Regions from separate parts of the Sus scrofa genome. Here regions 2 and 3 are each linked to region 1. A link is a contact called in public HiChIP or PLAC-seq data. All regions are on one chromosome and are shown on one strand. Each heading gives the region's core, a stretch centred on a gene start, on an enhancer-like site or on the middle of the called end of the contact. The rest is flanking DNA. Distances are from core to core; before and after follow the strand shown. Region 1 has its middle 150 kb from the start of ARL4C. Region 2 holds the start of ARL4C (ADP ribosylation factor like GTPase 4C). Region 3 has its middle 48 kb from the start of ARL4C.

Region 1 (3,272 bases), core at 325-2,824:
TGTCAGCACAAAGGGGCGGGGAGAGAGCCTGGCGCCTGGCACGTGCCAGCTCCTGCCCGGTCCTGGGAGCTTGGCTAGCGAGAGGAAGAACTGGGAGGCTAAACCAGACCACCTGTCTTCCTGGGCTGGAGTTCAGGGGCTATGAAATGAGAGGAAGGGATGCCTGGGAGACAAGGGGGGGTCAGTCTGTGGATGGCTTTGTAGCAACATCACGTGTGTGGGGAGAGGGAGGGGGGCAATGCCCATGCTCTGTTCTTCCTGAGTCCCCTGCTGGGCATCTCTCCAGGGGACCCTCTTCTTCATGTTAAAGCCCTGGCAGCTGCCTCTGCAGCAGAAACGACGACAACACCAGACCCTAAAAGCACAGCCGCTGGAGAGTCTGCCTCTTTGGACTTTGCAGGATGACTTCCAGGGGCATGTCCAACTGAAGCCCTCGATGCTGTGCCGGGCGCTTCACAGACTTCCTGCCTGGGCTCATGAGGGAAAGTATCTATCAAAAAATTGTTTAAATAATTGTTCAATTATTTAAGTTAATTGTTTAAATTTCCCCGTCCAAGTGAAGCAGCATCCACTGATGCCCAGAAGGTAGCTCCTGTTCTTCCTGAAACCAGGAAGATGAACTTTGGTACCCAAATCCCCGCTATGCATCTAACAGTTCAGGAGCCATAGACCAGCTTGGGGCCCTCTTGATGCAGGAAAGCCACCCTTGACAGAGAGGCGTTGGGTGTCAGGACACATGGTGGTTTTGTGTCTGGTGGGGAACCTGGCTTCCTAGTCTGTAGAGCCTTTGACAGGGCATGGCCTGTGCAATCAGGGTGTGGCTTTGCTGGGCTCCTAGCATCGCCGAGACCACCAGGGACCTGGGGGTGGGGGAGGGGGAGAGGTGGTGCTTTGAGGCTGAGCTTCTGTTGCTGTGGCTGTTCAGCAGTTTCCTCTTCTTCAGAAATGTCATGACTGACTTCGAAGGAAACTAGGGGGAAGGTCAACAAACTATTGGGAAATCAAATCACAGCCACAGCCGGCAGGACACTGTGGATGGAGTTTCTGCCAGGATGTTGCGTGCATGTGTGTGCATCTGAACACTATGTGTGTTTGTGTGTGTGTGTCTGTGTTGGAGAGGTGTAGGTTACCTTTGTATGAACGCGTGTGCCTGTGTGTGGGTAGGCTCATTTGTGTATCTGACTCTGCATGTGTGTGTGTGTGTGTGTGTGTGTGTGTGTAACAGGGTGTGTGTCTCCATGTGCCCCTGCAGATGAAGATGTATGGAGAGGCTGAGTGTGTGGTGGGCAGGGTGGGGTCAGAAGTCAAGAGAACCATAAAGAAAATTGCTGGGCAGAGGCTGAAGCCACAACTGGAAATTAGAGCAGCGTGGGCCCAGGATTAGGAGGCCAGATTCCAAAGCAAAAAGTGTCTTCGTTTTCTTGCTGTGACATTTGCTGGAAACCACAGCCCTGGCTCCAGCCTCACATGGCCAGCGTGCTCCTCTTTCTCCTGAGGAAGTGAAAGGAGGTGCCGTTTCAGCTCTGATCTGCTTGCCCAAGTGCCTCGTCAGCTGGACTCCCCACGCGAGGCCTCGGGGCCCCGACTTCCCCTTTCTCCAAAGTCTCAGTGTCTTTCTGATGTAAGATTTAACCTCTGTGGTCAGAGTGCACTCACAATGGCAGAGCCTCTGGCTCAGATGTATCATGGCTTTGGATTTACAACAGGTTGGAAGCCTTTGGGAAGTCGCCAGCCAAGGCAGTCCTTGTTGTCTGGACAAGTGTGAGTGTGTGTGTGTGTGTGTGTGTGTGTGTGTGTGTGTGTGTAGAAGAGGGAAAAAAACAGAGGGACGTAGATGGGATTAACTTTCAAGAGACAGGCAGAAGGGTGAAGAAACGACAGACATTCCACATTACTAAAAATCTTCCTGCTGCCATCTTTGCCTGCTTCTTTTTTAGGTCAAGAGCTTGGGGTCCAGGGTGTCTTTTTCACACATAGAGAAAGATTGGTGTATCTGCTACCTTCTGCCATGAAAAGACAACGCAAATATCATGCCAAAACACAGTGTTTTATTTACCATCCCACTAATTTATTTTATTAAATCATCTTATTGTCAACAGGCTTGACCCAATCACAAGTGTCCTTGCAGGAGGCTGGGACCTTCCTGGAGACAGAAGGAGATGGTTGGACAGGAAGGAGGCCTTATGCTGGTTTTGGAGATGGAGGGGCTGCATGACAAGAAATGTGGGGCAGCCTCCAGGGGCTGAGAAGGACCCTTGGCTGACAGTCCACAACAAACAGGGACCTCAATCCCCACAACTCCAAGAAATTGAATTCTGCCACCAACCTGAATGAGCTTGCAAGGAGGTTCTCCTCCAGAACTACCTGGAATGAACGTAGGCTGGTGGCCACCCTGATTTCAGTCTGGTGAGGCCCTGAGCAGAGAAACCAGCTGAGCCCTGCCTGGTTTCTGACCTACAGAACAATGAGCCATGAACGGGTTTTGTCTCAAGCAGCTAAGTTAGTGGTGTTTATTACACAGCAGGAGGATACTCACTCTTTTTACTTTCTTTGAAGGAGAAAGGAGAAATTCAGAAGGAAGATAACCACACATTAATATCTCACTAAAGTAGCCTGCCACACCTGCCCTGGTACTTGGTCTTCCACAGGGGAGAGAAATTGCCTAAACTACTACATCTTCACCACCAATGAGTTTTATAATTTTATTTTAATGGTTGACAAGTGCATACAGTGTCAGAGAGGAGAACCATAAAGACCTAGAAATAATTGATGTTGGAGTGAACATCCTTGTCAATACCTGTAATTACTCCTTAGGTCATAGCCCTATGAATAGAATAAAACAAAAGCCCAATTTAGATCATTTATTCATAGCTTTCCAATAGAGATCCCAAGCACCATGCAGAATACTCCACACCCCTGCCAACATAAGTTTTGGCTGACTTTTTGTTTAAGTGAGATTTGCATTGAAGTGTGGCATTGTATTAATTTCCAAGGGGTGTGGTAGGCAGCAAAGAGCTACAGCCAGATGTGAATCCCCTCACAGTTCTTGAGGCTGGAGGTCTGAAACCAAGGTGTTGGCAGGGCCATTCTCCCTCCAAAAGCTCTAGGGGAAGATCCTTTCTTGGGGTGCAAGAAATTTTCCTCTCCCTTCCAGGTTCTTCAGGTTGGTTTAAGCCTTAAATTGACAGGAGACAGATCAACAGGAGAAAAGCAAACAAAAGTTAATAACACATGTAAGTGGGAGAGGCCCAGGAAAATGCAGTCACTCACCA
Region 2 (3,183 bases), core at 169-2,668, 150 kb before region 1:
ACCTTTGTTACCTGTTTACAAACCAGAGTAAGACCACTGAATTGGAGAAGGGGAGGTGGAAACCAGGGACCCCACCCACACCAGTGTGTTACCTGCAGTGCCACCCACCCCAAACTACTGACATGTTTTGTTCCAGGCCCGTGTGTCTGGAGGGCCAGGTGCAGCAGGAGTGTTTCAACTGTGGGCAGGTGGTTCTCAGTTCTCAAAGTCGGGTGGTAGAGGGTGCTCTCCTGAGATGCACCCCTTGACCCGGGATGTCAGCAGAGTCGTGGAAACAAAAATAAGGCAGCCAGAAAGGGGCTCCCTGGGACTGGTGAGTTGTTCGTTGCCGGTGTTTTCTGGGGCAGGCAGGTCAGATGTGTCCGTCGCCGTCGCCAGGGAGGAAAGGCTAGGCCTCCAGGGTGCCCTGGGCACAGGCCTGGGCCCGAGTGCAGCAGTGACCCGGTGGAGCCTCCTTGGAGCTCCAGCAGGGAATCGAGCCAGGGCATCAGAGAGGGCCAGGGTCCAGGGCACCGCAAAGGGCGCGAGAGTGGAAACAAGCCCGAGCTGGCTCCCTGCGGCCAGGGCTGGCCTTTCCCCCCTCCTGGGAGTAGGGGGACCCGACCCACCTCCCTCACTCCCCAGCCAGGCACTCTCAGCCCCACCCCGGCTGCCCCCCAACTCCTCGGCTGAGCTGTCCCGGCCCGCTTCCCCTGGACTCCAGGTTGCGCCAAAGCCCGCAGAGCCCGGACCCCCGAACCCACTTCCCTAAGCCGGCTGCACCGCCCACGGCTACAGTCCCGCCAGCAGTCCGCCCGCCTGGGCTGGGGGGGCGGGAATTCCGGGAGCCGGGAGCTATTTTTACAAGATGCGTCAGCAGACCGGGGAGGAAGAGCGGGCTCTGGGGCCCATTGTCTGGGCGCGGCGCGGGAGGGGACTCCGAGGGCGATTCCGAAAGCGCGGAAGGCGGGAAAGCGGCCCGCCAGGCGGGGAGGTCCACGCCCGACCCCCGGCCGCGCGAGGGGCGGGGCGGGGGCGGGGCCGAGGGGCGGGGCGGGGGCGGGGCCCGCGAGGGGCGGAGCTGGGCGCCCTCCCGCCGCTGCAGGCTTGCGGCGGCGGCGGCGGCGGCGGCGGCGGCGGCGCGGGGACTGCGGGGACAGCAAGGCGGCCGCGCCGGCAGCTACGCCCGGGGAAGCCCGCGCCCCGCCTGCGCCTGTGAGGCGCGCCCGGGAGCGGGAGCGGCCCCGCGGCGCCGCCCAGGTCGAAGCGCTCGCCGGACGCCCGGAGCCCGGAGCCGGCAGCCGCGGAGATCCCCGGCAGCGGCCGGAGCGCGGGGGCGCGGCCGAAGGAAGCCGCAGAGCGAGCCGGGGCCGGGGGAGGGCGCTGGGCGCGAGCATCCCGTGCTGCGGGAGCGGAGGCGGCTTCGAGAAAGACAAAAGCCCGCCGAGAGACGCGATGCCCGGCGGGCCCGGGCGCGGGGACCGCGGCGTCTGAGCGCGCAGAGTCGTGCGCCCCGCGGACGCCGAGGCCAGGCGGGTGTCCGCGGCGGAGGGCGGCAGGAGGGGCCCAGGTGCGCCCGGCCGCGTCGGGCCCGTAACTACTCGGGGGGCGGCGCCCTCCCGCCGCAGCCGCAGTGGCCAGCGCCGCAGCGAGGAGCCATGGGCAACATCTCCTCCAACATCTCGGCTTTCCAGTCCCTGCACATCGTCATGCTGGGCTTGGACTCGGCCGGCAAGACCACTGTGCTCTACCGGCTCAAGTTCAACGAGTTCGTGAACACGGTGCCCACCATCGGCTTCAACACGGAGAAGATCAAGCTGAGCAACGGCACGGCCAAGGGCATCAGCTGCCACTTCTGGGACGTGGGCGGCCAGGAGAAGCTGCGGCCGCTGTGGAAGTCGTACAGCCGCTGCACGGACGGCATCATCTACGTGGTGGACTCGGTGGACGTGGACCGGCTGGAGGAAGCCAAGACGGAGCTGCACAAGGTGACCAAGTTCGCCGAGAACCAGGGCACGCCGCTGCTGGTCATCGCCAACAAGCAGGACCTGCCCAAGTCGCTGCCCGTGGCCGAGATCGAGAAGCAGCTGGCGCTGCACGAGCTCATCCCGGCCACCACCTACCACGTCCAGCCGGCGTGCGCCATCATTGGCGAGGGCCTCACCGAGGGCATGGACAAGCTCTATGAGATGATCCTGAAACGCAGGAAGTCCCTCAAGCAGAAGAAGAAGCGGTAATGCGCCCGGCAGCGTTCCCGGAGCGAGGGGGAAAGCGAGCGAGTGAGTCGGGAATGAATGAATGAAAGGCTGGATGGTTGAGCGAGAACCCGCGCGCCCGCGAACAAAGACAGCGAACCAAAGCGACGCTTCCAATTTTTAAAGCGGAATCTGTGCACCCAAATGCAGGACTAGTGACTTGGCCCGGGTATGTAGGCAGACTTGCCAACCTGCGCTCGACCTGCCCCCCACCCCCGGCTCGGGGGACCTTTTGTCTGAACGCCAGAGCTTCTGCTGGGGAGGGGGGCCCCTCTGGGGAGTGGACGTGCAGGTTTGGCCATCCGCCCTCCGGGCCCAGGTGGAAGGCTCAGATGGCAGAGACAAAAAGCGATTTCTTCCCACTCCAGCAGGGCCAGAAGTTCGGGCTACCCCGCCCTCACTGGGGATCGCACCTGTGAGTTACCAGAGGTATGCCGCTCCCATAACCCCGGGAATCCCATTTGGGGGCCTGGTGGCAGTGGGAGGTGCTGGGGGGACCGCCTGTCCTTGCAGTCATGGGCTGTGAAAGCTGGAGAATTTTCTGTCACAGGGGCAGGCCCCTGTGAAAATCCATTTGTCCTGCTCTGGGCCCCCAGTGAAGTGGTGGCTTGGGCCATCAGAGGACTGCCTGGAACAGGAGGGCAGCCGGAAGGCCCCCGGCGCTGCGCTGGCCTCGGCTGGGGAATGGCCTCGAAGAATGCCCCTTTCCTGGTGCTTTGTGGTAGCTACGGAAGACCAGTTTTGTTGAGAACTGCTTTTCAGCCTGGAATCAGACATCTTTCAGATGGTTTGGATCCTGTCCATGTTGTGTAGGTCATTATCACACAAAGAGACCAATAAAAATTTTAAAAACCAAAAAAAAAAAAACAAAAAACAAAAAACCTGTTGGAGGTGGCAAATGATGCATTTACCGTTTGCAGAATAGTTAAAGGTGTTGTTTAAAGGGTAA
Region 3 (2,909 bases), core at 218-2,717, 200 kb before region 1:
TTTTACCTTTTTTTTTTTTCTTTTCTTTTCAGGGCCACACCCACAGCATATGGAAGTTCCCAGGCTAGGGGTCGAATTGGAGCTGTAACTGCCAGCCTACACCACAGCCACAGCAACACTGGATCTGAGCCACGTCTGCGGCCTAGACCACAGCTCACGGCAACGCCACATCCTTAACCTGCTGAAGAGCCGGAGGAACCCATATCCTTAGGGATACCAGTCGGGTTGTTCCCACTGAGCCGCAGTGGGAACTCCATCTTAGGCTAATTTTAAAGGAGGGAGGAACCCTTGACCTCTGGGGAGAATGAGGATTGGCCCAAGGTGGCAGTGCTGGTGAATTCGGGGTTCAGACTGAGACTCTGGTACCCAAACTCATGCTCACAAGCCCTGAAAATCAGACCGTGAGGTCTGGGGAAAAGTTCACCACAACTAATGCCCCAGAGCCCAGGATTGCTCCCACAGTAGGGCAGTTTTCTCCGAGGGTTCTCGGGAGTCCTAAGAAGGGAGTCCATTCCAGGGGAAATGGAAACGAGGCCTCCATCATCCAGGAAGCACTGAGGGAGGCTGGGAACCCCCAGGAGCTAAGAGAGAAAATGGAACAGATTCTCCTTCAGAGCCTCCAGGAGGAAGCCACCCGGCTGACACCTTGATTTGGGACTTGTAGCCTCCAGAGCCCCGGGAGAATGAATCCCCACTGTTTTAAGCCATCTAGCCTGTGACAGTTAGGAAGCAAGTGCACCTGTTTAGCCCTTTACATGCTGACTATTTGGAGTTGCTGTGGTGAAGGATGAAGAGAGATGAAGAAGGAAAAAGGAGAAAAGTCTTTTCAGGCCTCACCGAGGACCCGCCGAGATGGGACACTAGACCCTGGTGTTGGCCTGAGTGGCCTTGGTGAAGGGCTTTTCCACCTCCAGCTGTTCCTAAGTGGGCAGCCAGCCTGGAGGACACAGGTGCTTGGAATGTGGGCAAGCCTGCGGCACTCACTCAGGGGCTTCCTGTAAGACCTTAACCTGGCTTGGAAGCCTCCAGAAGCTTTCCTACAGGGCTGATCATGCTCCACGGTGGGGTCGCCTTTGAGGGAATTCCCACCTCCTTTTAAGAAGCCAGTCAGGGAGTCTGGGTTCAGAAGAAGAAAAGTCTTAGCAAAGGGAGGCAGGGTCCAGAGATGCCAAAAGGCTCCCTGAGCCTGTTCAGAGGAATCCCTGTCCTATCCGCTCCCAAGGACTACCCTCATGGGGACTCCCAGGTGTCCTAAGCCCAGCGCCTCTCCCCGCCACCGCCATGCTGGGGCGCCCCTCACAGTGAGCTCGGGCCCTCGCCAAGGTGGCCGGCCGTGCATGGGTTTTGACTCGGGCTTCTGATGGTTCTGGGCATTTCGAGTCACTTCCATTTCTGACGGAGGCCAACTCAGCATCAGCTGATGCAAGAGTTTTGCAACTGAGTCACTTTGCTGTTCTTTTTTCAGTCCAAACAGTCTCACAGTAACTCTATTAATACATGTGACAGCACACACACACCACAACGCTCCTTCTCCTTTGTGTGAACTTAGGTGGACAGGAGACCAGGGGCCAGGCAGCAAAGCCACGACCTAGGTGTCTGGCCAAGCGGGGGACTTGGGCTGCGGAGGCCACCTGCCCTCCTGTGACTGACGGTTCATGACAGCTGAGTCCTCTGGCAGAGCCGGCCCCTGAACAGGTCTACTCCTAGGCGTTTCTCAACTTCCTTGTCCAGAGACAGAAAGCAAATACGGCAAGAAGGATTAGGGTTTGTTCACAAAGATTTTTAACATCAAATAAATTGATTTCCCGTTGCCTAGATAAAAGGGAGAAGATATCATCAGGATCTTAGTTACTTAGTTACAGTTTATTTTACTTTTTATTTTATTTTATTGTTTTGGCCATGCCCATAGCATGCGGAAATTCCAAGGCCAGGGATCCAACCTGCGCCACAGCGGTGACAATGCCAGATCCTTCAACTGCTGAGCCACCAGGGAACTCCAATTATAATTATTTTCTGTAAAATTATATCTATGTCATCCAAATAGTTTGCTTTAAAATATAATGTCATTCAGCCTTGGATACTTTCTCAGTGAATTCTGAGATCAGTGGAAAATAAATACCTTCAGGTATTTGTAGATACATATTGGAGTTGCATTTTATTTTTACTTAACAGTTTTATTAGCATTTTTCCATGTAAGTAAAAAAGAAACGTCATGAGAGATCTTAAATAGTATCCGTTTCCTGGTTGTTCCATTTGCTCCCCTTCCTCTTTTTGGGGCGAGGGGATGGCTGTCATGGTTTCGGCTATTCACGTCATCTATTTATTTCACAAACATCGAACCCCAGCTCTGCCCCTGGCACCTCGCTCAGACTGGTGATTTGGTGGTGAGCAAAACACACACACACACACACACACACACACACGAGTGCACCCACGCAGTGTCGGGAACTGCAGTAACTCCGGTGAAGGAGACGCACGGTGGGGGTCGGCATTTAATTGTTGGGAAGGGGGTCGGGGAGACGTCTTCTCTAAAGCAGGGATACAGAGCTGGGCTGTCAGGAAGGAGTGAGGTGTCTGCGTGTGTATGTGTGTGTGTGTGTTGAATGAATAAGTGGGAAAGATGGGAGGGAGAGAAGGTTGGGGACAAGATCAGGGGACGCTCTTGCCCAGACTGAGTTGAGGTCCCTGGAAGCAGCCTCCTGGCCACATCGGGAAGGATGTTAGAGGTATGGTCTGTGCAGGGCAGGTGCGAGGGCTGCTGGACGGCGTGGAGGATGGAGGACCTTCCTGCCCAATTCAATCTTCCCCCTTTTGGTAGCTGTTTTGTCTTCCAGCCTGATGGAGCTTCGCCCAGCCTCTCACTGGTAGTCTTTTGCTGAAAGTATGCCTCGTATAAGCAGGGAATTGCT

What was found. HiChIP or PLAC-seq counts read pairs in DNA pulled down with a chosen protein or histone mark.
Region 2: an H3K27ac HiChIP or PLAC-seq map of alveolar macrophages shows a contact between it and region 1. The contact joins the promoter of ARL4C here to the enhancer-like site in region 1. A contact is called at or near these places in 1 of 5 promoter capture datasets (liver), 29 of 47 Hi-C or Micro-C datasets (alveolar macrophages, blood, brain and 14 more) and 2 of 2 datasets of contacts at active chromatin or transcription factors (alveolar macrophages and skeletal muscle).
Region 3: a contact with region 1 is called in an H3K27ac HiChIP or PLAC-seq map of alveolar macrophages. The contact joins two enhancer-like sites. A contact is called at or near these places in 1 of 47 Hi-C or Micro-C datasets (embryonic fibroblasts) and 1 of 2 datasets of contacts at active chromatin or transcription factors (alveolar macrophages).

The regions. Positions count from the first base shown.
Region 1 is chr15:134,466,628-134,469,899 of Sscrofa11.1, reverse strand. No RefSeq gene overlaps it. Among named protein-coding and RNA genes, the nearest start is that of ARL4C, 150 kb to the left of the region's middle. Within about 2 kb of position 1,574, at least 24 of the 83 cell types and tissues checked have an H3K27ac peak or open chromatin away from gene starts, as enhancers often do. A contact at or near this core is called in alveolar macrophages, liver, mesenteric adipose tissue and 3 more, where this site is marked.
Region 2 is chr15:134,620,446-134,623,628 of Sscrofa11.1, reverse strand. ARL4C (ADP ribosylation factor like GTPase 4C) reads left to right here and starts at 1,418. Exons shown (of 1, transcript NM_001244315.1): 1 at 1,418-3,183. The coding sequence starts at 1,638. The coding sequence ends at 2,216.
Region 3 is chr15:134,668,394-134,671,302 of Sscrofa11.1, reverse strand. No RefSeq gene overlaps it. Among named protein-coding and RNA genes, the nearest start is that of ARL4C, 48 kb to the right of the region's middle. Within about 2 kb of position 1,467, at least 9 of the 83 cell types and tissues checked have an H3K27ac peak or open chromatin away from gene starts, as enhancers often do. A contact at or near this core is called in alveolar macrophages, where this site is marked.